2 separate regions of the Mus musculus genome follow, and region 1 is linked to region 2. Evidence: chromatin contacts called from public Hi-C data. All regions are on one chromosome and are shown on one strand. The core of a region is the stretch at or near the end of the contact, and the rest is flanking DNA. Distances in the headings are between cores, read along the strand shown.

Evidence for each region. Hi-C and Micro-C count contacts between places; a contact is called where the count stands out from the background.
Region 1: a contact with region 2 is called in a Hi-C map of the C2C12 cell line, with 2.6 times the contacts expected there. The contact joins two enhancer-like sites. A contact is called at or near these places in 2 of 484 Hi-C or Micro-C datasets (the C2C12 cell line and embryonic fibroblasts) and 1 of 115 datasets of contacts at active chromatin or transcription factors (embryonic fibroblasts).

What each region holds. Positions count from the first base shown.
Region 1 is chr4:64,932,392-64,937,074 of GRCm38.p6, forward strand. No RefSeq gene overlaps it. Among named protein-coding and RNA genes, the nearest start is that of Pappa, 190 kb to the right of the region's middle. Within about 2 kb of position 1,275, at least 7 of the 459 cell types and tissues checked have an H3K27ac peak or open chromatin away from gene starts, as enhancers often do. A contact at or near this core is called in the C2C12 cell line, where this site is marked.
Region 2 is chr4:64,633,090-64,637,649 of GRCm38.p6, forward strand. No RefSeq gene overlaps it. Among named protein-coding and RNA genes, the nearest start is that of Gm23950, 190 kb to the left of the region's middle. Within about 2 kb of position 2,337, at least 45 of the 459 cell types and tissues checked have an H3K27ac peak or open chromatin away from gene starts, as enhancers often do. A contact at or near this core is called in the C2C12 cell line, where this site is marked.

The DNA of each region.
Region 1 (4,683 bases), core at 25-2,524, 300 kb after region 2:
GAAACAGTTAATGCAGTATTAGTTATCAGAATGCCTCTAAATTCAATAAAGTTGATATTCAAAATTAGTACTCACAGCTTCAAAGCTCAATTCTTCACTGTGACCCAACTTATCTCTTACTGTCTCCTCCTCCTCCTCTTCCTTCTTTTTGTTCTTCTCCTCCTGCTCTTCTTCTTCAACCCCTTTACGTTGTTTTTATTCATGTACTTATTTACACCTCTACACACACCCTGTGTGTATAGAGATGAGTGTAAAAGTGAGTGAAAAGATGACATCTTTCTCCTTGTTTTCATTGCATTCTATTAACAATGATCAGAGAAATATGATCATGGATTCCTTTGGTTTTCTTATTAAAAGGCACATGCATTGGGAACTTGGGACTGAAGAGATAGCTTAACTATTAAGAGATCATGTCATTGGTGTTGAGGACTTGAGTTTGGTTCACAGCATCCACATTGGGCAGCTCGTGCCTCCAGTTCTACGGAGATCTGCTTTCTTCTTTCTAATTCCATGGAAACCTGAACTAAGATGTGTGTGGATATACACATAATAAAATACATTTTTATAAAACACACACATGACTAATGACTTTCAGAAAATTTACCATACACATTGAAAGAAGAGATGGGGTGATGAACCCAAAAAGAAGCTGTTATAAGATTGTATATAAAGGTGGTGATTGGGGATGCAGAGATGGCATATCAGTTAATAGGATTTAATGCTTCTCCAGAAAACCCAAATTCAATCTCCAGCACCCATATGGAGGCTCACAACTGTCTGTAATTCCAGGTCCAAGGCATCTGATGCTCTCTTCTAGCTTCTATAGGCAGGAGACACACGTATTGAATACAAACATACATCAAGAAAATCAACCATGTACATAAAATCAAAAGTGTAAGAGGTGATGACAAAGGCTATATCTATGTTCCTTCTTCCACAAATCCCCAAGCACTTACATCAGCCAGCAAGTAAGTAATAGCAAGGGATCACTGGAACTGACCAGAATGCATATAACTCCAGTCAATTGGAATATTTCTAAAACTAAATATTTTCCTCCTTCTTAGGGGGAAAAGGACTGAGCTTATAATAGAGTTCAGATTTGTGTCAGACCTTTTAATTGGGTTTTGGGGGTATATTTTATAGCTGCTTCCTAAAAGCTCTGTAATGATTTGGAAGTTAGCAATGTAGACACATTAATTCACTCTAAACATCTGTTTCTACATGATAATGATGATAATACTTGATGACCTTTTCTTGGGAATGATGAGTAAAGGTTTAATGTGCAACCCACAGATCAAGTTTGGTCCAGCTGCTCACTAGGGAAGCTCCCATTGTATGTTTTCAGCAAAGAGACTCACACTTTTTTTTTTGGAATTCTCATCTTACTCCTTTGATTAGAATTATTACTCCTTTGTTATAACCAAAGTTGTACCTAGATCGACCTCTGTGTTTATATCTTACATTAATGTCTATACCATATTAACTTCATGTTTACTAATATTTGGTCAGAATAGGTTTGCACTGTATTTTTAATGAGTAAAATAATGAGTATCAGTTGGAAGTTTCATTGTATCTGAGGTTGCAATTAGCCTAATGTTTTTTTGAACTAAAACAAAACCCCATATATAGCATTGATCCTAGAATTGAACAAAGGTTTGTCTGACAGCCAAGTAGCCCATATATGGAAGGGAATGTCTCTCAGACATAAGGCTCCTATGAGCAAGAGTCACAAGCTATCACATTTTGGTGACTCACAAATATGTTCAGCATCAGACAGTTTGAGAAGAAAATAGATTTAATCCATGAAAAACATTTCATCCTATCAGAGAAGAGACAGTTGAGAGCAGAGCACAGCATCTTGGAATGCAAAGACTCTATAAATATATCAAATAGTACAAAAATGCACCCATCCAAAGCTAGGTCTCTTTGTATAAGCCATTATCTAATAATCCCTCTAGTTGTGAAATTGAATATCTGTAACTAACAAATACAACTATTAATTATAAATGCTGGTCCCCTACAAATCAAGTCTATTTCCTTCTCTCTAGTGATCTGATAGTTCATGCTAGCAAGACAGGGAGTGGGAAGCTGTCTTCTGATCTCCTTCTGTGTTCTCAGCATCATGCTAATTGATGGACAGGTGGACAGATGATAACTAGAGATGGGGAGAGTGTAATCACTGTCATACTAAAGCTGAAATGACAGTAGTTTTCCATTCTTATAGTCTAAAGATTCCTTTATTGAAGGCTTTTGTAAGCTGCTAACTTCTAAAAACCAAACACATTCTTATTAACTACATGAGAACTCAAGTTACCAATTTTACTCTTTGTTACAATGAAATACCTGGTATAGGACAGGGAAATAAACACTGTCAGCAAAATATCTTGATTTGCGCATGTATTATATTCTTTAATCGGTTTTTAATTTTTAAAATACTGTATTCTATATTTTTTAAAGTTTAAAATATCTTAAAAATCTGAAGAATCCTCCTTTGTTGCTCTGGAATTTTACTCTTTTGGCAATATAATGGCACCCACTTTCAAATTTTCTTATCATGACCAAAAATATGGTTTGTTGGGGATTGTAACACTTTCTTTTCAGTTCTTGGTAATAGAGAATAACCTGGTTTTGTTCTACTTGCATGACCAGTTAGTTAAATATGGACCACTCAATTAATGAAGTCCAAAGTGCTTTACTCTGTTGAGTAAGAAACTAATATCAGCCAAACACATGCTTGAACAAATATCCAGATAATACTTGGCCAAATGTCTGGGCTACCTATAGCTCAATAAATGGTCACACAATATTAACTAGTATATACTTCTTTTAATTTTTGCTTTCTTGTTCTCTAAGTATACTTCTTATATGCAATTCTATGATCTATTTACAATTTTATTAGAATTTCTTTTTTTTAATTTTTTATTAGCTATTTTCCTCATTTACATTTTCAATGCTATCCCAAAAGTCCCTCATACCCCCCCCCCCCACTCCCCTAACCACCCACTCTCCCCTTTTGGCCCTGGCATTCCCCTGTCCTGGGACATATAAAGTTTGCAAGTCCAATGGGCCTCTCTTTCCAGTGATGGCCGACTAGGCCATCTTTTGATACATATGCAGCTAGAGTCAAGAGCTCCGGGGTACTGGTTAGTTCATAATGTTGTTCCACCTATAGGGTTGCAAATCCCTTTAGCTCCTTGGGTACTTTCTCTAGCTCCCCATATCTTATTTCTATAAGAATATCATTTTGTTTACTCTTTTCAATTACCCTTTTGTTGAGGTACCTATATTATTTCTGTATAGTTATTTTTGCTGAACTCTCATTTTTATTTTTTGTTAGTCTGGTTTATTTATATTAGAGAAGTCACTCAAATATTTGTTCTATATTGGAAATAGTCTGCTATCTTGTTCATTTACATGTAACTGTAGTAACAAAGAGTTATGGCAATCTCAGGATTCATAAGTGGAATTTATATGCTTCAATTGATGATTTAAGCATAAGGCCCAGACCATAATGTTCAGGGTATCCTGTACCACGAGTCTGTGAATATTTAGGCTGCCTTGATCTCTTAAGTTATCGTCTTCTATTCTTATGAAGTTGGACATGGAAACCAAGTTTTCGCTGTGGACAAAGTATAATATTTAAAAGGGAGGTTGAGATTGCTGCTATTCAGGCTGTGGGTTTTGCATAATTTTCCTATTTCAAATGTGTCTTATCACCACCTTCACTGTATTCCATACAATCTTTGGCTTCACTTCTCCTGATTCCAATGTGTTTGTTTGGTTTGAGGTAGAGCACTGACTGCATGGCATCATAATCAAAGCCAGAAAAAAAGTTTATGGAGACTGAGCAAATCACACCCTCTTCAACCTTTGATTTTCTTCTATTTGTGACATACCTGCTGAATTTCTTAAGACTTTTAAAGTTATGAGAAGTGAGATATCCTGTCACTTTGCTGTTTTATACTTCTGCAGGCGTTTTTCTTTTGTTTGTTTGTTTTGTTGGTTTTTTTGTTGTTGTTTGTTTTGTTTTGAGACAGTTTTTTTGTATAGCCCTGGTTGTCCTGGAACTCACTTTGTAGACCAGGCCGGCCTCGAACACAGAAATCAGCCTGCCTCTGCCTCCCAAGTGCTGGGATTAAAGGCATGTGTCACCACCACCCAGCTTGTCTTTTTTTTTTTTAATTTATCAAGAATGATAATGTGGTTTCCATTCACCTGCAACTTTTCTTTGAGGCCTATGTTGTCATGTCTTCTCTGCTTACTTCCACTTTCTTTTGTGGGTACTTTTGAGTTTATAGGACATTTATTCAGCCATGATAATGGCATTTCAAAGTTCCAAAGTAGTATATATGCTCTTAATGCTCCATGTGTAAATCATTGTTCTACTAACCAAATTCACAGCACTTTAAATGCACTGGAGTAAGAAAGTCATTTGGTCTGTACTTTTATATTTATTATCTACAGAGAGATAACCAATAAACAAAGAAATCGATGCACAAGGTGATTTAGATAGTGCTAAGACTTATGGGGAAAAAAGTCACACCAACAATAACAAAATACAAAGGTAGATAGGCATGTTTGACATTTCACCTGAAGAGGGTAGAAAAGGTACATGCTAAATCCAAATTTAAGACGAAATAAATGAGAAATATCAGAGTAGAAATTAATCAGGGAATAAAAAAA
Region 2 (4,560 bases), core at 1,087-3,586:
CAATCTCCCATTACATCCCCCTCCCCTGCCTCTATAAAAGTGCTCCCCCACCCATTTGCCCACCCTTGCTTTACCCATCTAACACCCCCCAATGCTGGGGCATTAAGCCTCCACAGGACCAAAAGCCTACCCTCCCACTGATGCAAGATAAGGCAATTTTCTACCACATATGTAGCTGGAGCCATGGACCCATCTATGTATACTCTTTGGTTGGTAGTTTACTCTCTGGGACCTCTGGGAAATTTGGGTAGTTTATATTGATGTTCTTCCTATGAGGTTGCAATTCCATTCAGCTCTTTCCGTTCTTCCCCTAACTCTCCCATTGCTCTTATACACAAGTTTTCCATGAAATTGAGATGATTCATATAAAAGTCTTATTCATCTAGTATTCTCTACTATGTGTAGTTACTTCTAATTCCATGAGAATGGACCATGAGTTATATCCCTTGTACAGGAAAAATGCATACTTGGGAAAGATAGTTTCATATGGAAACAAGTGTCTGAAGCATGATTTCTTTATAAACACATGCAACAAAAGATGACTTTGTTTAGAGCAGCTAGGTAAGTAGCACAATGAAGACATTAAATATTTGAGAAAACTGGAGAGGAATGGAGTTTGGGACCAATCCTGAGTAGTTCTCTGCTAATATGATTCCTGACCTACCTTAGGTAAACCATTGAGACTACATATGATTTTAAAACTTTTAGTATTTTCACTTTTACAAGGAAATGACATGATTTTAAATATTGTTCCCTTCTACCAAACACTGTGCACTTTCCAAACAATGCACTTACGGTCTAAATCTAAATCATTTATAGCTTTGCCAGCCACTGAAGGTCTTTTTGCAGAAAGAAGGCTAGGTTTTGGCAGAACCACATATATACCTAAAGGACATTGAAAGGTTGTTCCCCAAAGGCCATTTCATGCTGTCAAAAGATTCTATCAAGGACGAGGTCCTGTTCTGCATTACATTCTGTTGAGGTCAGCAGGCAGAGATAGACACTGATAGACTATAAACCTAGGACAATGAAAAATCCATTTTCATGGAGTTTCTGATTTGAGTGAAAATACATCAAAAAGATACAAACCAACCGTCAGGAACATTATAATTTCTAATGATGGTAAGGAAGGAAAGGGCAGCAGAGTAAGAAACTGATGCAAAATTAGTGTTTGTGTGACTGGGCAGTCAGAGAAGCCCTGTAGAGGTCAAGAAGTTTGAGCTGAAAAGGGTCCAAGCAAGAAGGACATAACCACTCAGTGTATTAGAGGCAGAGCTTCTCAACACATTCAAGGAAAAGCTCAGGAAATGCCTTGAACTGACATATGTATGTGATCACAGCATCGATGCCATGTGTGTGGGACTGAGCGACGTACTAGAGAGATCACTGTACAATGACTGAAGTGGAGAAATACCAGGTCACTTATAGCATCATTAGACATGCTGAGGAGTTTGAAACCCAGTGACTTGAAGGTTTTAGAAAAGAAATGGAATGTGATTCCTTTAGAAGATAAATGTTTTTGAAAGTCATCTTTAACCATTTTGGGGATTAGGTTAGAAAGCTGATAAGGAAAGTGTTAGAGAGAAGGCTTCCTGAGAGCTAAGGATGCTTTAAGTCTGAGTGATATTAACATTGATAAAACTGGAAGGGAGAAAAGAGGACAAAATATCGAAGAGGCAGTGGTTACTAGTGAACTGAATATGGCAGGGCTAAATGAAACAGAAATTAACATTTACTTTGTTCAGAGCAATTAGGTGAATACCACAGTGAAGACATCACATAGGGTAGGGAACTGGAGAAGGAAGGAGGTATGAGTGTTATCTTCCCTCTGATTAATCAGGAATATTGCCTATCATTTGAAAATGTCAGTATTTTTCATTTTGCAAAAAAGGCATAGTTTTGCATATTTTACTCCACTAAGCACTCTTCTATTTCCAAACAGAACCAGGATGGACACAGAGTGAGCCTTAAATCGGATTATTGCTTAAAGTATGACAGTAAGGCAGGGCTATGTTGCCAGAAACATTGGGGTTTATGACCATAGCACCAAATGCATGTAATGACCCTGCAGAGGACATATTGTTTCAACTTTACAGAAAAGCCAACTAATGCCAAAGCAGAGCAAAATTAGCCACCCAAGGAATCTGTGACATCTAATGATGTGCTACTCATGAAAGCCATCTACCCGAGGTACCTGTGACCTGTAGGGATGTGCTAATCATGAAAGCCGGGATCCTGACTTCCTGGGATCCTGGTTCCAGGGCTTGTTAATATAGTCACAAACCTGGAAGCATGGCCTATGCATAAACCCCAGAGGATTTTTTTCTCCATAGTTTTACAGTGGCCAGACTCTGACTCATGGAGGGAGAATCAGTGTCCTCATTATGTAGCAAATTCCATGAGCACACACCAAGTGTTGTTTTCTCTAAAAGACTTAAAGTAGCTTCCTCTCTGTCTCCTTCAATCAACACTTGCAGAACTGTGCTCAGGTTAAGGGAGTTCTGCTTGGTTTTTGTATAGACTCTTTGATATGCCCAAACTTCAATGGTTTTTGTTCAATCCCTGGAACCTCAGGCACAGCCAACCCACATGTGGTGGGAAGTGAGGGGAGAGGGAAAGAGGAATGTGAGGGAGACACAAACACAGCACAATGTTTTCTTTCTGAGAAACTTCATCAAGGCTCCAGTTCCAGTGACCTCACCTTTAAGCAATGCCAGCTCCTTTGCTTTAAATCAAAGTTGACTTGTGGTGGTGGTTCACATATTTGGAGACTTACAAGCCTACTGCTTCTGATGTTGCAAAGGGAAATCCTGAGGGCTAATATCTGGCCTTTAAGATCACAGTGGCTGATGATCTTGATATCTTCCATGTTTCACACTGAGACACAGAGGAAAGGTTTGCATGGAAGATGAAACTGTAGATGTGGCAAGCAACATTGAAACTGGGGCATTTAAGGGCATGCATCAGTGAGTGGACAGTCTGCATTCCCTTTCCTATGTATTAAAACTAAATCATAATAACAGGCTCTTTATTTAACTTCCTACTGTAATTCTTGCACCCTGAATTTACATGGTTTCCAAAAGTACTTTATATAAATTTCCTACCCAAATCCTTCCAAGTCTTATTCATCTCAAATAGAACATAATCCATGTATTGTTTGTAGTTGGATCATTTGTAGTCTGATCTCTGGCTATATCCATTATCGATTTCATGGCTACTTCTAGTGCTCATCTCTGAGCAAACGATTCTTACATCCTTGCTATTCCTGAAACCTATCCGACACTCTCAGATTCATGGTTACTAGTGTTGCTCTCTTCTTTAAGCAAACAAAAGGCTCTTTACACTAGAATATTAAAGCTTGTTTATTCATAGTTTTTAAAGTGTTTTCCCTCAAATACCCTCATATTCATGGATAAGAGTATTTCTCTAAGACATAGAAATTCTTCAAATCAGATTGGAGTATGTAAGACCATGAGACTGACTCAATTTTAAAAGAAAAAGACAGAGAGAGAGAGAGAGAGAGAGGAAGAAAGAAAGAAAGAAAGAAAGAAAGAAAGAAAGAAAGAAAGAAAGAAAGAGAAAGAAAGAACATGGTGATTAATTGTTTGTGTATATCCAGCTACTTAGTCAAACATCATTATGGGCTTTTCTGTGATGGTATTTTTGGATAAGATTAACATATGAATCAGTGGATTGAGTAAAGAAATTATTCTCTCTAATATAAGTGGACCTCATCTAATCAATGGAAGATCTGAATAAAAGAGAAAGGCTGACTCCAGTGTAAAAGAAAGTTTGTCTGCTCAATGCCTTTCTTGATGAAACAGAACCTTCAACTGTCAACAGAATCATTAACTGTCTCCATTCTCAGACATTTGAGATCAAAGTGGAATGAACCTTTGGTTCTCTTTCATCCCCATTCTAGCTTGTTTACACACACTGCTACCATCTCCCATAATGTTGAAACTCAGTTCATCAAAAGTAATATATTTCTGTGTCTCTATATCATATCAGTTTTACTTCTGGGGAACTTGTAGAAATAATGACTTTGGTACCAAGATTTGTTCTGAGAACTCTAATTTCAATTTAAAGAATGGATTTTTGTGAACTGGTCTAGAGTATCCAGGATTAGCTTCCCAATCTGATTATAAGTTAAGAGTTAAAGACTGTCTCAATGCCAAAGTGATTACTGATAATCTAGGTCATGATCAGAAAAGAGAAATTCCCAATTTTCCAACATATGCTTAAAAGATTAACCAACCATTAATAACAATATTGAATAGTTCTTAGAAGATTTTAATAGTCTCTCTGTGTCCCTATCTACCTCTGCTTCCCTCTATTTATTCTTTTATAAGTGCTTGGATTGCCAGTGTATACCACCATACTCCAAACTATAAAATAATTTATTTATTTATTTATTTATTTATTTATTTGGCAAAATAGTGAAGAAAGAAAGGCAAACTCCTTATTTCTATTGGTGTGAATGACATGGACTAAAAGATTCAAATTTCCAGCATAGATGTTATAGAAATAACCCAATTTCTCTGTGTGCCTAAAGTCAAC